Linked DNA regions of Sus scrofa: regions 2 and 3 are each linked to region 1. Evidence: chromatin contacts called from public HiChIP or PLAC-seq data. All regions are on one chromosome and are shown on one strand. The core of a region is the stretch at or near the end of the contact, and the rest is flanking DNA. Distances in the headings are between cores, read along the strand shown. Region 1 has its middle 36 kb from the start of MRPL33. Region 2 has its middle 28 kb from the start of FOSL2. Region 3 overlaps BABAM2 (BRCA1-A complex subunit BRE).

What was found. HiChIP or PLAC-seq counts read pairs in DNA pulled down with a chosen protein or histone mark.
Region 2: a contact with region 1 is called in an H3K27ac HiChIP or PLAC-seq map of alveolar macrophages. The contact joins two enhancer-like sites. A contact is called at or near these places in 2 of 2 datasets of contacts at active chromatin or transcription factors (alveolar macrophages and skeletal muscle).
Region 3: an H3K27ac HiChIP or PLAC-seq map of alveolar macrophages shows a contact between it and region 1. The contact joins two enhancer-like sites. A contact is called at or near these places in 2 of 2 datasets of contacts at active chromatin or transcription factors (alveolar macrophages and skeletal muscle).

The regions. Positions count from the first base shown.
Region 1 is chr3:111,473,346-111,476,587 of Sscrofa11.1, forward strand. No RefSeq gene overlaps it. Among named protein-coding and RNA genes, the nearest start is that of MRPL33, 36 kb to the left of the region's middle. Within about 2 kb of position 1,501, at least 18 of the 83 cell types and tissues checked have an H3K27ac peak or open chromatin away from gene starts, as enhancers often do. A contact at or near this core is called in alveolar macrophages, where this site is marked.
Region 2 is chr3:110,869,234-110,872,475 of Sscrofa11.1, forward strand. No RefSeq gene overlaps it. Among named protein-coding and RNA genes, the nearest start is that of FOSL2, 28 kb to the left of the region's middle. Within about 2 kb of position 1,763, at least 14 of the 83 cell types and tissues checked have an H3K27ac peak or open chromatin away from gene starts, as enhancers often do. A contact at or near this core is called in alveolar macrophages, where this site is marked.
Region 3 is chr3:110,905,003-110,908,244 of Sscrofa11.1, forward strand. The region is part of intron 11 of BABAM2 (BRCA1-A complex subunit BRE); the gene reads right to left. Among named protein-coding and RNA genes, the nearest start is that of FOSL2, 64 kb to the left of the region's middle. Within about 2 kb of position 1,514, at least 11 of the 83 cell types and tissues checked have an H3K27ac peak or open chromatin away from gene starts, as enhancers often do. A contact at or near this core is called in alveolar macrophages, where this site is marked.

The DNA of each region.
Region 1 (3,242 bases), core at 251-2,750:
CTGGCTGCATAGCTTACCAGCTGTGTAACTTTGGGCAAGCTCCTCAACCTCTCTGAACTTTGATTTCTCACATAGACAATGGGAGAAATAATAGACCTAAGTTCACTCACTTGCTGTGAGGATTAAGTGCATTTACAGTACATGGAGTTCCGCTGTAGCTCAGCAGGTTAAGGCCCCGATGTTGTTTCTGTGAAGTTGTGGGTTTGATCCCTGGCCTTGCTCAGCTGGTTATGGATATAAGCTGCACCATAGGTCACAGATGGGGCTGGGAGCTGGCATTGCTGTGGCAGGTTGCAGCTGCAGCTCTGATTTGACTCCTGGCCCAGGAACTTCCATATGCTGCAGGTGCATCTGTAAAAAAGAAAAAAAACAAGGAGTTCCCATCGTAGCGCAGTGGTTAACAATCTGACTAGGAACCATGAGGTTGTGGGTTTGATCCCTGCCCTTGCTCAGTGGGTTGGCGATCCGGCGTTGCCGTGAGCTGTGGTTTTGGTCAAAGACACGGCTCGGATCCCGAGTTACTATGGCTCTGGCATAGGCCGGTGGCTACAGCTCCGATTAGACCCCTCGCCTGGGAACCTCCATATGCCGTGGGAGCGGCCCAAGAAATGGCAAAAAGACAAAAAAAAAAAAAAAGAGAGAGAGAGAGAGAAAAACAAGAATTTACAGAACATATAGCATGCTTAGGGCAATGTCTGGAATAGATTAAGTAACAAGTATTTATTATGATTTTTCGCCTATAATCTCCTCAACCCTCTCTTCTAGCAGCTGAATCTTCAGTAACTTCTTTTTTTTTTTTTTTTAGGGCTGCACCTGCAACCTACACCACAGCTCATGGCAATGCCAGGTCCTTAATCCACTGAGCGAGGCCAGGGATCGAACTCGCAACCTCGTGGTTCCTAGTCAGATTCCTTTCCCCTGTGCCACTCCTGAATCTTCAGTAATTTAACTCCAATAATAAAGAGCAAGGTGGGATGTTCGGGGCTTCCGAGACCATAGAAGCAGACTCTGCCAGAGCTGGAGCCATGTGCTCCTTCCAGCCAGGGCCTGGGTGTGGGAGGAAGTCAAACAAAGGAGCCTCCTTACTTCCGGGAGCACACCCCCCCATCCCTCCTATCAGGAAGCTGTCCCCTGGGGCTGGGGCTGGGGCTGAGCCCACACAGCTGCCTCCTCCCTTGAAGGGAAAGCTCTGATGGGAACACTTTTCTCTGGGGAGGAAATGGGCAGGGAATGACATTCGCGTCCCCACCAGTATGCAAATGATCTTGTGAGACAAGTGATTTTGCAGGAAAACACATCCTGTTCTCTCCACAACATTTCCCTTGACGTCTGGGGAACCAGTTGGATGGCCAGGGCCACAGCAGTTGTTCAGAGAGCTCCTGACCACCAGCCCGTATCCCCCAGGAGCCAGAGGGCTGGGCACCCCTGGGTTTGGCAGCTGGAAAGAGAGCTGGTCTAGGGCCCCTCTCCAGCCAGCTTCCTCCAGACAAGGAAGAGAGGAGGCCTGGTGGACCAGCGTCAGGGGAGCCAGTAATCCCAGCCTCGGGGCTGACTCAGCCCATAATCCACTATGGACAAATCATTTCTCTCTCAAGGCCTTAGTTTCCTGATCTATAAAATGAGATGGTTACATCAGGTCAAGCGTTTGCAACTTGGGGAACACAGACCCTTAATGAGTAATAGGCCTCAGGAGGTTGGTGCTGCCCTCGACTGAATGCAAATTTCTAGGCACTTGTGTTGGGTTCTTGGTTTTTGTTTGTTTGTTTTGTCTTTTTAGGGCCATGCCTGAGGCATATGGAGGTTCCCAGGCTAGGGGCAGAATCTGAGTATAGCTGCCAGCCTACGCCACAGCCACAGCAACTCAGGATCCACCACGTCTGCGACCTACACCACAGCTCACGGCAACACCAGATCCTTAACCCACTGAGCGAGGCCAGGGATTGAACCTGTGTCCTCGTGGATGCCAGTCAGGTTCTTTTCCACTGAGACACGATGGGAACACCCTGGCTTGGGTTTTTCATCTCCACCAGACATGCACCTCTGCCTCCCCCTGGTTCCTTACAGAAGATTCAGCCAAGCCAGACTCAGCTTGGTGTTCCACAATTAAATCGGTTAAGTTGCTACAATTAAATTCTCAAGTTTTTCCAGCCAGAAAGTCCATCAAATTGAAGAGTGGAGACTCACTGCCTGGTCTCTGGCGGGGCGGGGAGGTCACCAAGCGTGTGAGGGAGTGACAGTCAAAGCAGTGGGCACCCTCTCCTCATCCAGGACACCTGCAGCCCTGAGGGCCTCAGCGTCTCCCACTCAGCCAAACCGCCCTCACCCTGGGGCAGCTTTGTGCTTCTGGTCTCCACTCACACCTTCTCCTTTGCCTACAAAAATATGCTGGTTTCTAGGCTGGCCTCTCCTGGCCTTAACTAAAATGTCTTCACAAGTTTTTTATGACCTGGAAAAATGCTTGTGATTTGGTGTTATGTTGGGGAAAAAAAAAAAGAAAGAAAGAAAAGAGGGCATATATACAAAATGGTATATCTATAAAAAGTCTCAACTCCAAAATATCAGCCATATAGAAATAGGTATGTTATATTGGAGTTCCCACCATGGCTCAGTGGAAATGAATCTGACTAGTATCCATGAGGACGCAGGTTCGATCCCTGGCCTCGCTCAGTGGGTTAAGGATCTGGCATTGCCTGGAGCTGTGGTGTAGGTCTCAGATGCCCCTTGGATCTGGCATTGCTGTGGCTCTGGTGTAGGCCAGTGGCTACAGCTCCCATTAGACCCCCCAGCCTGGGAACCTACATATTCCATGGGAGCGGCCCTAGAAAGGGCAAAAAGACAAAAAAAAAAAAAAAGATTAAAAAAAAAAAAAGGGAGTTCCTGTCGTGGCACAGTGGTTAACGAATCCGACTAGGAACCATGAGGTTGCCAGTTTGATCCCTGCCGTTGCTCAGTGGGGTGACGATCTGGCGTTGCCATGAGCTGTAGTGTAGGTCGCAGACACGGCTCGGATCCTGCGTTGCTGTGGCTCTGGCATAGGCTGGCAGCTACAGCTCTGATTAGACCCCCAGCCTGGGAAGCTCCATGTGCCGTGGAAGTGGCCCAAGAAATGGCAAAAAGACAAAAAAAAAAAAAAAAAAAAGACATAGGTAGGTATGTTATATACATTACATTATACTATTTATATAGCATATTTATGTGTGTTTGTATAACATTATAATACTTTATTTTTATTTTATTTTTTG
Region 2 (3,242 bases), core at 513-3,012, 600 kb before region 1:
ACTCTCACTCCTCAAGGGACAGAACATGCCAGAGAAGCCAGGGTGCACTTGGAGACTTGTCCTAAAAGCAGCACCTCATGGAGGGAGAGGACAGGAGGGCAGGAAGGAGGCCACGCCCTCAGGAGGAGGAGCCTCTCTCGGGGCGGGCTTCCATGGGGCTCTGGGTGCTGAGTGCTGATAATGATGCTTCTACGCCTTCAGCATCTAGCACGTGCCTGCATCAGAACTCACACTCTACCGATGAAGAAACTGAAGCTGAGACTCTGACTTTCCCTAAAGTAACAGAGTTGGTCGGGGTCGGAGCAGGAGTCAAACCCACATCTCTGGAGCCCCAGGGCCTGTGCTTTGGCCCCCCTACGCGCTGCGCAGGAGTATTGAGAGAGCCATCGGCCAGAGTGGGGTCAGCTGGGGGACTCAGGTGAGTCATCTAACCTCGAGGCCCAGGTGCCCTGGTGGAAGGTGGGCGTGGCTCCCACAGAGTGGCACAGAAAGGGCACAGTAGAAAATGTAGGTGTAACCTGGTCAGCTGGGGTCCACCAGGCCCCTGAGGTCTAGGACCAGTGTGAAACCCCGCACGCAGCTCCAAGGAATCGAGGGCCCTCCCCAGGATTTCTGCAGATCACCCAGAATTTGGGTGAGGTGGGGAGCTCGGGTTCAGGGCCCCTCAGCCCTGGACCCCACCTCTGTGTGTCTCTGTCCGTGCCACCCTCTGGACGCTCAGGTACCGCCTCTGTCCCTCCTTCTCTCTCCATGCAAAGCCAGTTCTCCCACCCCCAGAGATGGAGGGTTTCACTGCGGAGGAGCGGACAGGAGGACGGAGAGGCAAAGAGCTTCCGACGCACACGCACACATGGGTTCTTTAAGAGCCTCCAGGCACCAGACTTCCACCTGCCCTCCCCCAGCAGGGCCCCCAAGTCTCCTGGCTCCAGTCCCCTGTTCTCCTCCCTGCTGCGGGCCCAGTTTTCTCCCTGTGTCAGGCAGCCTGCTCAGCTTCCCCATCCCCTCCTGCCTGACTCCTTCTAGGCCCTTCTTTGAACATCCAGATCAGCCAGGGGCTTACAGAGCAAACTGAACGTCCTCTAATGGAGCCACCTTCTCAGGCAGCAGACCGGGTTATTTAAAGTTGGGGGCGGGGGGGGGGGGCACACGTAAAGCAGTTTGCATCCTCCCCTGCTGGTGAATTACTCTTAAGAGGTGTGTGGTCTCGTTGGTGTGATAAAATCGATTCTTGTGTTGTTCTCTGTTAAACTTGATGATCTGTGTTGTTGGAAATAAGATAAACCATTTTTGGAGATAAGATAAAACAGAGTTAAAGGCTCTACACAAATTCAGCGAGGGGAGTAACTTTAGGGACAATAGGACAAGCCCTGGCTTCTACCCTCACTGGCAGCTCATCGTGTGACCTCAGGAAGATCTCGCCTTACGACTTTCTCTGCACCTGTGGGTGGGACAAGGTGGCCTCAGAAGGCCTGCTGGGCTGCCCCTGGTTTCCTGGAGAAGTCTGGGAGGCGTGACACCCGCTTGACCCTCTGCCAAGGCAGTGGGCTCACCTCTGTGGCACCTGCAGCCTGTCCCCGGAACGCTGTGCCCAGGAGGCCATCATGTACACGACGCAGCTGCAGGTGGAGGGGCTGGACACTCCTTAGACGAGGGCTGTGGCTTGAGCTGCGGTTGGCACTGCGCATGAGGAAGGCTGAGCGGGGAGAAGTGGGTCCCGCTTCCTGGCTCAACCACTGACTCTTCCTTTGAACAACCAGCTTCCTCTCTGAGTCTTGCCTTCTCATCTGATAAGAGGGAGGGCCTGGCTGGCCAGCCCTGAGCACCAGGCCCTGGGCCTGCGAGGCCTGGCAGGAGGTGGCTGTCTGGCGCTGGGGGTGGGGGACACCCCAGCTATAGGAAGAGCTGCCTGGGGAAGCAGGAAAGACACAAGAAAGAAAACTTTAAAGACTTAGCCAGGCTCTGACTCCACCCTAACACCAAAGAAATCAACAGAAGAAAGAAAGAGACATTTTATAGCCCCAGGAGCCTAAAGTTCTAAAGAGGGCACTTGAAAGCTTGCCCCAACACCGAGCTCCCTCAGCTCTCAGTGGACCTGTGCCAGGCAAGGCCACACCACCAGTCTGGTCACATCCCCCTGACCACGTCCCCGCCAGCCCGGTCGTGGGGTTTCCGCCATGCCCAGCTTCCACCAGGACCCCTCTCCTGAAGGACTCTATCTCAGACCCCAAGACATCTAATCAGCCTTGGGTTTGAGTGAATGGATGAATATTTTCAACAATGACTGGTAACTGGGTGCCAGGCTCTGACTTGTGCCCTGAGTAGGGTGGGTACCATGGTGGCCCACCCAGGTCCCCTTTGTTGAGAACCCGTTGCCCCGTGGCTGGGCACCAGTTCCCAGCCATCTGCCCCTTCAGGGAAGGCCTCTGCCTCTGCCTCTCACGAGAGCTCACCTTTCCCAGGACAGCACAGATTCGATGGATCTGGGAGCAAAAGGGGCCCCGTGTAGGATGACTCTGGACCGAACATCCGTGGGCCCAGCTGAGGCTGTCGCTGCTCGGCTTCCCTCCGCCCAGTCTTGCTTCCTTGCCCCCTTGACCCCAGGGCTTGATCCCAAGGCCACATCCTACACACCAACTCTGTCCCAGAGTCTGCTTCCTGGGAACCCACAGTGACACAGACAAGAGGTATGGCCCTTACCCTGGAGAGCCCTCAGTCTAGATGGACATAGAAACAACAACAACAGCAGTAATAATAAATACACAGAGCTTCCTATTGGCCGGCACCATGCTGTGCATTTGACCTCCACTATTTCTATATTATCAAGCCTTTGTGAGTTGAAAGAGGCAGAAACTCAGCTGAAACAGTTTCAGTAACATAGAGACTAGGGTGGCACATGTAACCAAAAAGTCCGGTAAACCTCTTGCTTCAGCCCCTGTTGGATCTGAGTCTTCATGGTGCCAAGAGTGCCCGTCCGGGCCCTAGTTCCAGGGTTGGCTTCAGTCTCAGGCACAGTCCCGCATTTGGTGGCTGTATTAGTTTCCTGTGGCTGCCATAACAAATCACCACACACTTGGGTGGGTGAACACGTCGATAGTCATGCTCTCACAGTTGTGAAGGCCAGAAGCCTGAAGTCATGGTGTTGGCAAGGTCAGTTCCCTCTAGAGGTGAAGGGGGGAAACTGCTCCATGCCTTTCTCCCAGCTCCTGGCAGTCGCTGGCAGCCCTTGCTGATCCTTGGTTCGT
Region 3 (3,242 bases), core at 264-2,763, 570 kb before region 1:
ACACTGGGCCTCTGACCTCAGGCCCGGCCACGGGCTGCCTTGAGCTGGAGCTGTTTAGATTGGTGTCTAGACTCTGTCATCCATAGCTCGGGCTCCTGGCCCGTGAGAAGGCCGAGACTGTAGTCTCAGTATGTGTTTGAATTAAATAAAAGGCAGTTTTAGGAGCCCTTCAACCAACAACCAACTGGGATCCATTTCTAGACATCAAAGTATTGGGATGAAATCTGGCTCCTTCTAAATCATAGGGTATTTGTCAATGTGTACTGAAACGATCAAAATTACCTAGTGGTTCTCTCTGAGACTCTCTGCGGAGGCCTTCTGGAGCCTGGCCAGTTCCTCTGGGGCTAGAGCAGCTTGCCGCCAGCTTCTGCCACTGCAGGGCCAGGCCTTGCTCAGGAGTGGGGGGCAGGGAGGGTGTAGGCGCCTCTGCTCCCTTGGCTCCTCCTCTTGGGGGAGGAGGTCACAAGAGGGCCAGCTGGCCAAATGAGAAGGAGGGACAGGACGATTCACGTGGGCTCCTGAGCCTCGCCAGCCACAGGGGTGCCTTCCTCCCGGGCTCCCGGCTCTGTCCCCAGGCACCTGCCACAGTCCAACCACTCCCCCGCAGCCCACTAGACGCTCCATCGCGGCAAGACCCGCTGGGCACATTCGCCACCTCTGCACCGCGGCTTCCAGTCTAGTGCCCAACACATAGCAGCTCAATACATACTTGCAAACACTCTTGGCTTATATAAAGATGTACTTTAGGATTAGAAAATGTGTACAACAGCAAGAAACCCCAGAGGCTGTATAGCGGGGAAGGGGACACTAAGGGCCGGAGCAGCTGGTGGTCCTTCTCACAGGGCACAAGTCTTCTCTGGAAGCCCATTGGGGGCAGACTTGGGGGATGGGGCATCCTTAGCGCCCATGGCGCTTGCCTCCCTTAGGGCCTGACGGCAGGAATGGCTGGCTGGCTGGCTGGCTGGCTGCCCAAGGACCTGCTCTAAGGCCCCAGGGCTAGTGGCTAGAATTGGGGCCCATCCTCCTAATCTCCTTCACTCCCAGGCTGATGCTCTTTCCATCATGAACCTGCCTGATGAGACCTGGGAGGAGGGGGCGGCAGCATGGCCACTGAGAAAGGCGGGGTCCCCTCGCGCCGGGAGGGGTCAGCTGAGATGGTGCACCTGGCTGGGTTAAGGTGCGGTCAGAGAGTGGGTGTGGGGGACCTAAGGAATGGGGTGCTGCCAGAGGCCTGGGACCCCAGGGCAGAACCACCACCCGTGTCTATCCTGCTTTCCCACCTGCACCTGCTGGGTGTGCCTCGCAGGGCGGGTGCCCTGGTATCGGGCATCTCAAGTTCTCTGCTCGCTGTGCCCAGGGCTGCTGGAGGGGCTCTGCACTGGCCCTGCTAACGGCCACGTGGGGCCCGTGGAGGCTGCTGGGGTCTCTCCGCAGGCCCGGGCAGGAGCTCACGTCCCTCACCTGCACTGGGCTGCCGGGGAGAGGCCGGCTGCCTGTCTGCCGGCGGTGAGTCACCGTCACGATCACAGATGACCCTCTGCTCCTGAGTCAGCAGAAGGGGAAAAACCAAAGGGTGGCCCTCAAAGAGGAAGTGCTCGGGGTCTCAGCCGAGCTGACCATGCGGAGTGCGGGCGCCTGGTCGCAGCCCCACGGGGACGCGCCTTCAGGCGCCTGTTCAGCATCGCCAGGAATCACAGGAAAGGACCGCCCTACCCCCCAAGGACTGAGACAACCCTGAGGCCATCAACTCTTTGGAGGATAAAACAATCTCCTCCCCAGAGAGTCTCTCTGGGGCTCCTATTAAAGTATCATTTGCCTGGTTGTAAATTTTTCTCCCACTAGACTCTCAGCATCTAGAGGCCACAGCTCTGTCTCCCACAGCTGCTCAGGCTCCTGCCGGCTGCCTTTGAGAGCACCCGCTGGTCATGCCAGCACTCCGGGTGGCTGGGTGCTCACAGAGACCCCTCAAAGGTCTGGGGGAGGGAGAGCAAGGCTGGCCAGGCCCCTCTTCTTTTCAGTCCAATTCCCCTGCTCAGCAGCTGAAATGATATTCCCGGACGCCTGGCTCTTTGGGCCTGCAGATGGAAAAGCAGCCATTCCAAAAGAAAGAAAAAGAAAAGAAGTTCCCATTGTGGCTCAGCGGGTTGAGAACCCGACTAGTATCCATAAGGATCCCTGGCCCCCACTCAGTGGGTTAAGAATCTGGCATTGCTGTGAGCTGTGGTGTAGGTCGCAGAGGCAGCTCAGATCTGGCGTGGCTGTGGCTGTGGCTGTGGTGTAGGCCAGTAGCTGTAGCTCCAATTCGACTCCTAGCCTGGGAACCTCCAGATGCCACAGGTACAGCCCTAAAAAGAAAAGAAAAGAAAAAAAAGAAGAAACGGCCGAATGGGAGAGCATGCCTGGGGTCCGCCCCCTCTGCTAGGGGGCAAGGGCCTTCCTGGGATCTTTAGGCAGGCTCTGCTAGGCTGGGGGTGCGGGCAAACTCCACGGCAGGCGGGCAGGAGGCAGAACTTCTGGCAGGGAGCGAGCCTTACGGGTCCTTTCAATTACGCTGAGATGCTCGGCCAGGATGGGGAGCGCTCACCTGGGCTGCTGGCCCGCAGGGCTCACTCCACGCTGCCCGAGCCCAGGGCCCCGCACATGCTGGTGACAGCCAGTGGCTCTGTGGGGTTGTGTGCCAGTTACAGAGAGGGAGGGAGGGGACGAGGGAGGGAAGGCGCGGAAGGAAAGGAGGGACAGACACAGGATGAGGATAAATGCTATTCACACACGGTACGAAGCAGGTTTGCTCAATGATAGATGGTGATCCGTTAGTGGGTTGGGAGATCCACCGAGTGGGTCCTGGTCAGCGTTAAAGTAAAATGAAATAAAAATCAGAGTACATCACAGGTGGCAAGGAGAAGTATTTTTCTGCGACACTTTTGTGGATATACAATGTCTTCCCGGGGATGGTGGCAAAAAAATCTGGAAGGTGGGGAGGTGCCCACGACATGCGAGCCGTCGTGCTCTTGGTTTGCAGCTATGCTATTTTACCTGTGTTCCTCCTAATGGCCCTGCTACCAGGGAGGTGTTATTGCAGGTTTCTCCCAGCCTCTGAAAGTCAGGCATCCCTATGAAATCTACTTCTGAACGCATCTCGCCAATGGACGCACAAGACAAAGCCAAACAAAGCACAGACGCGCGCAGACACAGTTCAAGCTGTGGTGGCTTGAGGCCGACATGCCAAGAGTGGTTCCCGGGGA